Regions from separate parts of the Mus musculus genome. Here all the other regions are linked to region 3. Evidence: chromatin contacts called from public HiChIP or PLAC-seq and promoter capture Hi-C data. All regions are on one chromosome and are shown on one strand. The core of a region is the stretch at or near the end of the contact, and the rest is flanking DNA. Distances in the headings are between cores, read along the strand shown.

What was found. HiChIP or PLAC-seq counts read pairs in DNA pulled down with a chosen protein or histone mark. Capture Hi-C pulls out chosen DNA fragments and counts their contacts.
Region 1: a contact with region 3 is called in a promoter capture Hi-C map of liver, with 2.4 times the contacts expected there. The contact joins the promoter of Pklr here to the promoter of Kcnn3 in region 3. A contact is called at or near these places in 3 of 9 other capture datasets (adipose tissue, liver and macrophages).
Region 2: an H3K27ac HiChIP or PLAC-seq map of embryonic stem cells shows a contact between it and region 3, with 4 times the contacts expected there. The contact joins the enhancer-like site here to the promoter of Kcnn3 in region 3. A contact is called at or near these places in 3 of 39 promoter capture datasets (embryonic stem cells, hippocampal neurons and stem cell-derived epiblast-like cells) and 6 of 115 datasets of contacts at active chromatin or transcription factors (bone marrow-derived dendritic cells, embryonic stem cells and stem cell-derived neural progenitor cells).

The regions. Positions count from the first base shown.
Region 1 is chr3:89,134,591-89,137,712 of GRCm38.p6, reverse strand. It overlaps Pklr (pyruvate kinase liver and red blood cell), which reads right to left and starts at 1,571. Exons shown (of 11, transcript NM_013631.2): 1 at 1,431-1,571; 2 at 307-489. The coding sequence starts at 1,530.
Region 2 is chr3:89,800,338-89,803,784 of GRCm38.p6, reverse strand. No RefSeq gene overlaps it. Among named protein-coding and RNA genes, the nearest start is that of Ube2q1, 28 kb to the right of the region's middle. Within about 2 kb of position 2,089, at least 68 of the 459 cell types and tissues checked have an H3K27ac peak or open chromatin away from gene starts, as enhancers often do. A contact at or near this core is called in bone marrow-derived dendritic cells, embryonic stem cells and stem cell-derived epiblast-like cells, where this site is marked.
Region 3 is chr3:89,518,486-89,521,721 of GRCm38.p6, reverse strand. Kcnn3 (potassium intermediate/small conductance calcium-activated channel, subfamily N, member 3) reads right to left here and starts at 1,558. Exons shown (of 8, transcript NM_080466.2): 1 at 318-1,558. The coding sequence starts at 1,253.

The DNA of each region.
Region 1 (3,122 bases), core at 322-2,821, 380 kb after region 3:
CTCAAGTGGAGCAAGGTGGCACATACCTTTAACCCGGCCCAGCTCTCAGGAGGCAAAGGTAGGTGGATTTCTGAGTTTGAGACCTGCCTGCCCAACAGCCAGAGCTACAACATAAGAAGATTCTGTCTCAGAAAAAAAAAAGAAAAAGAAAAAGAAGCAAATACAACAACACCCGCAACAACAACAACACCTGCAAATCTCACAAATATTTGTTGAATGAATGACCATGGCAAAGATAGCACAGTAAGGAGACACCAGAGTCATGCAGGCGGCCCAGTGTGGCGGCCCAGGGTTGGGTGGTCTTACCGATGGTGGCAATGATGCTGGTGCTCCTAGCGGCCACAGGCTCTGAGTCGATATCCAGAAGGCAGAGGTGTTCCAGGAAGGTGTCCGCCATAGCTGCGGGCAGTTGCTGCTGCTGGAAGAAGGCAGTGCCCAGCTCCTGGGTCAGCTGGGCCACACTGGCACGTCTCAGGTATCCTGCTGGCCCTGCGGTAGATGGGGACTCAGGATCCTGCACAGACAATCGCCTATCCCCCATGTGCTTCCTGCCAGTGCACCCTGTGTCTATTCAGCCCTCCGGTCTGTGTGAGGAGGCCTTCCTTCAATCTGAGTGTCACACATTACTTTGTTTAGTCTCCAGGGTTCTATGGAGCAGGCTGTTAGATGTGCTCTTTCCCAACTTTACAAGGAAGGAAAAAGACGGAGAGAGAAAATGCACTGTCTAAGAAAAGGGCATCTTCCAAGGAAGATGATTCAAATCTAGGTCTAGCTCAAAGCTGAGTCCTTACGGACCCAGTTACCGAGACCCTCCCCCACCCCGCCCCCCAGCAGACCACTCAGCCTCAGCACCCCCAGAAGCCTCCCTCAAGTCTCAAGGCATCTCATTCTCTAGGCCTGGAATCTCTCTGTTACTTTTCCTTGTTTACTTCCTTCTAGCTCCAGGCAACTCTCTGGCTTCCCCACTTCCCTCCCCTCCAAGTTCCCTCCATCTATACAGTGCGGCTCTATCCCCTGCCTGCCCCCTTGTGGGGGAAACCCCCGTAGCTTGACCCAGCCCGGCTCAGTAGAGCACCTTCCATACTGCTGCGTACCTGCTGTGTCTGTGGGTCTGCTTTATACTCTGCCTTTGTCAGTGGGATGGGGCCTGGCACAGACGAGATCAGTCCTGGTTAAAGTATAACCAGCTAGCATCTCTCTTGCCAATGGAAGCCTTGTACACTGGGGGCCAGAGTCCAGGAACCACGGGAGTGCCCCGTGGCGTCCATGCTGCCGGATCCCCTTTGGCCTGTCTGCAGAGCCTGGATCAAAGGCTCAAATCAAATTTAACAGAGGCTGTAGTGGGCATCCTTCCCCCAAGGCCTCCACCCCCAACACTGATTCTACCCTAATTCTCCTCTCTGTTCAGTGGCTTCCCTTCCTCTTCTTACCTCCTGGAGCCCCACTTAAAGCAGACTTTGCTAAGTCTTTTTGGGACTTAAAGATCCAGGGCCAGAGCTGCTGGGGTAGCTCGTTCTCTTGGACAGACATGCTTCCAAAGTGTGGGACTGGGGCTGCAAGAACCACAGACTGGGAGGAGAGTGTACCCTAACTGCTGGTCTTATCTGCAGGAGCCAGAGAATAGAAAAGAGGCACACCCAGTAGGCAGCCCCATCCCCACACAGAGTCCCTTCTGGAGGGCTGTCGGTTGTCAGTCCCCACATCTTCCCTTCCCCTAGGTCATCCGTTTTTCCTGGTCAATTTTTAGTCCATTCATACTGTCAGTCCATCAGCTTCAATAGAGACTAGTTCATCGCCAGTGATACAATCCTTTTCTCTTTGTATTTTATTGACAAGAATCTTAGGTATATTCTCAGAGCAAGAGCTTGAATGTGGGGACTAGATTGTGGAAAAGAGGGAGGAACTTTTTTTTCTCTTCTCTTCTCTTCTCTTCTCTTCTCTTCTCTTCTCTTCTCTTCTCTTCTCTTCTCTTCTCTTCTCTTCTCTTCTCTTCCCTTCCCTTCCCTTCCCTTCCCTTCCCTTCCCTTCCCTTCCCTTCCCTTCCCTTCCCTTCCCTTCCCTTTCCTTTCCTTTCCTTTTCTCTTCTAGACAGGGTTTCTCTGTGTAGACCAGGCTGGCCTCGAACGCAGAAATCTGCTTGCCTCTGCCTCCCAAGTGCTGGGATTAAAGGCGTGCGCCACCACCACCTGGCAGAGGGGAACCCTTTGATAGACGTTAGAGGGTATCTCAGTTTCTCGCATCTGTTCCTCTGTGAATCCAAAGATGAAACTATAAACAGTTCTAGGCACTAATTGATAAACTTGTTTAGATTGATGTTGACGAACCATATTAGTAAACACAGGAAGCCTGAGCACAGGGGAGTTCTTCAGCCATCGTGGGGACATCGCACCCAACTCACTTTTTACCAAGGCACCAGGGAGAGTGACCTTGCCTTGCTGACCACCATGAGCATAAGCTGCAGTCCTGCTGTCAAAATTCCCTATAACTACCCCAACCAACAGACGGGCCACCTGGCACTTACTTTTTTTCCATATCCCAGATGACCCTAGACTGGGGATTCTCTTGACCCCATTCTTGGGTGACTTTACAAGTTCAGCAAAGTTGCTAGAACAGTGGGATTCTCTAGGAAGGCTTCCATGACACTATGACAATGACAATGGCCAGTGACAACCCTGGAGGATACAGTGGGAGTCAAGCAGATAGAAAGATGGAACCTTCGCCCTCCATGGGTTTTAATATAGTGTGTGTGGGGAAATGACAGACTACTAGCAAATAAATAAATACTTTAAACTGGGTAAGGGGTGTCAGGCATGGATCATAGGACTGGGCAGGGTGGCCGGGTGGGACAGTGGTGTATCTTAGGCACCTCTTAAATAAGATGAGGCTTTCTTTAATGTGATTATGCTTAAGCTATTAAGGATGAGAAGGCACCAGCAGGGGCTGCAGGGGCAGCAGGGGCAGCAGGGGCAGCAGAGGAAAGAGTTTCCTGTAGGTTGCATATGTCCCATAACTCTGAGGAACAAAAGCTTTTTGTGTAAGAGAAACTGGTTAGGGGGACGTGGCCATGGTAAACCTGGGCGCCTGAGCAAAGAGCCACTGGTATGGCTGCCAGGGACATAATA
Region 2 (3,447 bases), core at 840-3,339, 280 kb before region 3:
GTGGTGCGATGCGCTTTTATACATGGTGGCATCAATAACAGTGTTCCAGAGCAGGACTTTCCAGGGAAGAATGCGTCTTCATCATGGTTGGCTGTTTTACAGCACAACGTGCTGCTGGGGGAAGGAAGCAGAAAGCATGATGGGTGTGCAGTAAGAATGGTGGGTGTGGAGGAAGCATGGTGGGTGGGTGTGCAGGTAAGCCAAGGCTTGGGCCAAGCCATCCATCACAGCTCACAGCAAGTCATCAGAGTGGCACCAGAACCTGTGACCTGCGAGGTGTGTGTGTGTGTGTGTGTGAGAGAGAGAGAGAGAGAGAGAGAGAGAGAGAGAGAGAGAGAGAGAGAATGTGTGTGTGGGGGGGAGCTTTCCTTTCCATGATAACAATTGAGTGTAGCTCAAAAGGACAGCAGGTGGCACGGATGGTGTCTCAGAGCAGAGGAGGGACCATGGTAGGCTGGGGTTGGGGATGGGGGTTCCTAGTAAAGGGTAATGTGAATGAAGAGAGGAGGAGTGGGGATGTGTGGGTCAAGTGGCTCGGGTTGACTGGCTGGGGTCCGAGGCCTCAGGCTCACTGTGAGCGATGCCTCTTGCTCTCTTTCTCCCCGCTGCTGAGGGGGAGGGGGTTCTCCCCCTTCTAAAGAACTACACAGCCCTCTCCGTGTCTGCAGAGTCCGAAACAGGGGGCGCCGCAGTGACTACTTCCTTGTCTGGTTTGGAAAGCTGCTCCCCCTCTGTCCACTCTGGTTGGTATGTGGATGGTGTAGGTGAAACACTTGGCAAAGTGGCATCTCGGAACGCGCCACGCCACCTTTAACCCTCTGGCTTAGCAGCCAAGGGGGTCGGCTCCATCGGGTCCTAGTGCCAATGTCCTGTGGCCAGGGGCGTCTGTCCTTGTGCTGTTTTCTTACCTGAGATAGGCTATAGAGCTCTCTCAGACTTAGCTACCTCTGAGTGTGACCTCTCTTCAGGACAGGGTCTCACTATGTAGTCCAAACTGACCTTGAACTCAGTCTCCCCACTGCTGGAATTTCAGACACATGCCTAGCCTCATTTTTATTTCCAAGTAATAAAAGTTCTTTGAGTTTTGAGGGTGGTGTGTATTAAAGAAACACAAAGTTACAAATAGGCTATTTATGGTTAAAAAATATTTACTTCTAGTTCCTGAGGCACAGCTACTCCTGAGTCAAATTCTGTCACGTGGGTCCAGAAACTGCCCTGGATCTCCCCTTGACTGACTCCTAGAAGTTGTTCTCTGCCTCCCACATGCAAGTAAGTGGTGGGCCATGCATGGACGGACGGACGGACACATACACACACACACACACACACACACACACACACACACACACACACACGCCAAACAAACAAGGTTTTCTTTAAAAGAATACCTGGATTACAGAATGAGTTCAAGACCAGTTTGGGCATCTCATGGAAGCCCGCTTTCAACATAATAAGTAAGAGAAGAATTCTATGCCCTGGGTTTAGCCCCCAGTACTGGAAAGCAAAGTCAGGAATAGTGGCACACGCCTTGGATCTCAGGGCTGCAGGGGCGGGGTCAGGGGCTGGGGCTTTCTCTGAGGTTTGAGGCCAGTCTGGTCCACCATAGTTGAGTTCCAGACCAGCCAGAGCTACATAGTGAGACCCTGTCTCACACTTCCCATGCCCACTCCCATCCATTTGGGTGGAGCACTTGCTGTCAGGATGCCTATGGTCAGTCTGAGCTCGTAGCTTGGGCTCTCTGGAGTCTCAGATGGAGTAGTTCAGGGTGCTTTGCTTCCTATAGCCAGCCACACAGTGTCCTTAGTGCTGCATACTGACTGGCTCAGGCCCTTTGTCTCTCTCTGGATCTGTTCTCATAAAGGTCTCCTAGAATATGCCCTGTACTTGAATTTCTTAGAATTTGGCCCAAGCAGAGGTCATTTCAAGATGTTTGGGACCTCTCTATGGCTCCTTCTCTCTGGAGCACTCTCCCACAAATTCCTGTTACTGGACCTGCTTTTGTTGTCCTGCAAGGGTCTCTGTAGTCATTATAGGCTCTGCCAGCCTGTACTATGGATGGGAAAGTCCCCAGGCTAAAAGTCACTGTGAGGGTGGAGCTCAAGAGCCCTTTTCCTGTGGAAATTGCCCTCTGCAGTCTGTACAACAAACTTCAGCGTTGTGTGTGGGAGGAGTTAAATTCAGTCATGTGGGTCCAGAAACTGCCCCGGATCTCCCCGTGATTTCTCTTGGTCAGATGTGAGTTCCTAATGCTTTTAAATTAGGAATAAGTCATCAGGAGAGGTGTACAGAATCCCACCCATTTGGGAATCTAATATTCCTAGATCAACAACCCATGGGCTAAAAAGGAAATGAAACAAAAACGTTAAAATACTTAAAACAGAACAACAAAAGGCTCTAGCTTATGAGAAGTTTTTGACACATAATGAAAGCAGACATAATGAGGGGAGAGGCCCAGTTTTAACAAGGGAAGCTTGAAAATTAATGAGTGGATTGAAAAGTAGATTAACAAATAAGATATAAATTCAAAGAGAGAAGTAATGATGCTATTGAAAATGGTTTTGTTTGAAAAAATTAAAAAATTATGTTATAAGCTGTGCTTGGGTACAGGACTATAATGCTAGCTACGTAAGAGGCTATGGCAAGAGAAGCACAAGTTCAAGGACAGCTTTAGCTGCAGAAGGAGTTCAAGGCCAGCCTGGACCACTTAGTAAGACCTTATCACAAAAAAAGGGGAAAGGCTGAGGGTGCCTCTCAGGGATTGAGTTTTGCTTTGGAATGTTCTGGGAAGTCCCTGGGTTTTACACCCCCCACACACACACACACCCCACCCCACCCCCACAACACTCACACAAGTGCCGCAGACCCTTTTTGGTCCCTGTCTGCGTAGAACCGGTCTCTGGTTACATGTGGACAAGGAGTCAACAAATGACAGACAAAAATCAACACAAGAGGTTGTGTAGAATCTGAATGTATTGTCACAAAGTGAACACCAGTCTTATATAATACAGAAAACAAAGGGGTAGGATGTCACAGCAGGCAAAGCACATTGAAGTTACCTGACACAAAACAAAGGAATGACTTCAAAAGGACTTCCAGGAACCAGGTAATGTTTACAGTAAAGATAAAACAGCCCTGTCTAGGGTCAGCTAATGACAGGTAAGGATTTCACACCCTAGTCACAATTTGTGCTACTCCTTTGAGCCTTGTGAAAGCTTGCACCAGGGGATTCTGCTCTAGCAGACCTTCTCATGAATAATGTAACACTACAAACCCCCTATTTCCTAGGCCTTGGTAAATTCTTGTATCAGTTTAACTTGGCTGTTGTTTTAAGTATCTGTGGAGAATCTCCATTTGTCAGAAGAATTCACCAACTTGCTTCTAACATGCAGTGTAGCCTGCTATACCTGGCTGTAGTGAAGATTCCTGTCTCAGTGGGAGTCCCTAACT
Region 3 (3,236 bases), core at 309-2,808:
TGTAATTAATTGGTGCGTTAAGCTGCTGGGTTATGCTTTAGTACGCGTGAGCCCGGAGGAAAAGAGCGATTTCTCAGAAGGGATTCTTTAATCCTCCCAAACACAGAGTCTGCACATTAGACACAGTGTGTGGGGATGTCCCCACAAAGGGAAGCAAGAAAGGAATTCTCACAGGACCATGGAAGAAAAACATGGGAAGTTAGGAAATCTCTCAAAATCAATCTCTCTCTCTCTCTCTCTCTCTCTCTCTCTCTCTCTCTCTCTCTCGTCTACATACTCCTTTTGTTGAATGTATAAAGAGAAACCACAGTCCCTACCTTTGAGTACAAACCCCAAGACAGTTCGGTCTCTATCACCATAACAACAATTCCAAACATCCCAAAAATCAGAGCATAGTCACTCAGTCGCTTTCTCTTTTCAAACAGGGCCCTCCTGTGTCCCAGCTTATAGCCAATGTTTTGGTTTTTCCGCTTGTTGGCTTTGGGGAAGGTGGTGCTGCCGGCCGTGGTGCCGGCATGCTGGTGGTTGTGGGTAGCGTTGGGGTGATGGAGCAGAGTCTGGTGGGCATGGTTATCCTCCCTGGAGGAGATGATAATCTCTGGGGGGTTGCTGGGACTGAAGAGCTGGAGGGGTTGGCCCTCAGGCTCAGCCTCGATAAGGTTTCTCCGAGAGGCGCTGAGGCGGCTGAGGGGCTTCATGACCCCACCGCTGTATTTGCAGGAGCTCATAGCTATCTCCGTGAAGGGATTGCTGTCCCGCCGGTGCACCAGGGGGCTGGCCTGCCGGTGCCGGCTGCCTCCACCGGGCCCACTTGTGGCTGTGGAACTTGGAGAGTGGCCAAGCAAGTGGTCATTGAGATTTAGCTGGCTGCCTTGCCTGGAGGAAGGGTGGAGGATGGCGGTAGAGTTGGCTGAAGTGGGGGCCCTGAACGCCGTGGGAGAAGAGTGCAACAGACCAGGATGGACAAGCTGGCTCTGGAGTTGGGCAAGCTGAGGCAGGGGGTGCAGTGGAGCCTGCTGCTGCTGCTGCTGCGACTGCTGCTGCTGCTGCTGCTGCGACTGTTGCTGCTGAGGCTGCGGAGGCTGAGGCTGCAGCAAGGGTCCCGGAGGCTGCTGGGGGACTGCTGGTGGCGCTGGCGGTGGTGGCGGTTGCTGCTGCTGCTGTTGCTCGTCCCCAGAAGATGGACAGGGACACTTGGGGTCTTCATCCAGGTCCCCCACCCCCGAGTCATGGAAGTGCCCAGAAGTGTCCATCTTGGGGCCTGGCTGAGTTCCCTGCAGCACGACCCTCCACCCCAAAGCCACCCTCGTTCCAAAGATGACCTCAAAGAAAGCCAGGCATCCAAGATTCCCCACCAGAAGTGTCTTGGCTCCAGTCCTCTCTCTTTGGTTTGCTTCAGTTCTCTGGGGCTGCCACTCGAGTATGCATTGTATTGGGCGGGTAGAAAAGCCAGGAGAGGAGCCGGGGGAAGGAGGAAGGGGCGAAAAGAACTCTATTCTGAAGGCGGTCCTCTAGGAGTGTATGAAGCAGACTCAGCTTCACTCCTCGCTGGCTCAATAGCTTCGCTCTCCTCCTCCTGACACTGTTATATGGCAAGCCAAGCCCACTTATTAGCCAGCGGTTTCATTGGCTTGGCTTAACTCTCCAACCCCTCCAAACTCCGCCTCCCTCTCAGGCTCCGCCTCCAAGAAGGGGCCTGCCATCCTTCGCTCCTCGCCGGGTGGCAGCGCAACGAGGGCTGGGAACTGTAGTTTTTGCTCCAAGACCACTACCACTCCAACCCCTCCACACTCCACCCGCAAGCTGAGCACCTGCCTTCTTTCCTCTGAAAGGTACGGTCAGGATACTGATGCCCACAGCAATCCCGGCTGAATGTTGGCGCTGGGGCGATGAAAGGAAGGGATCGAGAGCACCCTAAAGGGGAAGCTGTCACCATGCTGGGGAAACCGGGACCGGAGGACAAACGTTGATTAATAGCCAGTATCTGTACAGGTTGTTTTACACATTGGATTCCAGGTACATCTTCCAAAAGCCCAAGGGGATAGGGACTGTGCTCATATTTTACAAAGAAAATTAACACCGGGAGGCATTGAGCATAAACTGACAGAAGCAGAAGGGACCCACTCCTGACAGGGAGAAGCTCACCTACCTACCACTGTCAGAGCACCTGCGCTGTGTACAGGAGCCTCTGTTATTTCCAATCCTCACATCAACCCTATGAAGTGACGTCATCATCCTAAAAAAAGAAATAAAAGAAGGAAAAAGGAAAGAAAAGAAGCCCACTCACACGCAGATAAGAAATATGGCTCTTGTCACCCAGCTTGTAATTAAAGGCACTAGGATTTGAGCAGAGATCAGCCTGAGTCCACCACTCTTCTTCCGCTGCCTAGATGCTCCCCCCCCCCCATGATGATCAACACACAGTGGCTGTTCAATAAATAGTATCCACATGATGGATGGGAAAGGGCCAAAGAGAATCTGTCAAGGAAGAGCCAACTTCCCCAAAGCAGGATGTTTTAGTAACCTGGATCCAGCCTCTTCCAGAACAGCTGGGTCTGGAGTCACCTCAGGGTCGATGAGGACGACTGGAAATCCCAGTGGCTCCATGTCTGATCTGCCCCATGGGTCTCTGAGAGTCAGAGCTGGAAACAGCTGCTGGCTTCCCTGGTTCAGACTCCTCCTCATAAAGTATTTATTAGACTCCCACTGTGTGCAGAAGACTCTCCAAGGGGACAAGACCAGAGATGAATTTATTTCCATTTTTAATTGGGACAGCCTTAGCAATTGGGGGGGGGAGTGCTATGAATTCCTCTAGGCACACCTGGGCTCTAAGAGGGAGCATCTTCCTATCCACTTCCCAGCTCCCCACCATCCTCAGGCCTCTGTCTAGTGTCTCCCCTAGATAAGTGTGGAAGTACACATATCCAGATGCATGTGTGTGGTCACACCCGTGTACAGGTATGAGCACACACTTGCTCACACACACCCATCATGCTTCCAGAGCTTTCCCCCTGAATAGCAAGCATCAAATCGCCATGCCAGGGAGCATGGTAGAGTTCCCACCAATGAGCTGAGTGCCCTCTGCATACCAGTCCTCGCCTCTGCAAGCTGCTATGAAGACTGAGAGTAAACTGCTTGCACCATAAACCACACCCTCAGCTACCTGATAATGACAATCAATCTTGCACAAGATTGCTATCAATGATGATGGAGCAATGTGTACATACACACACACA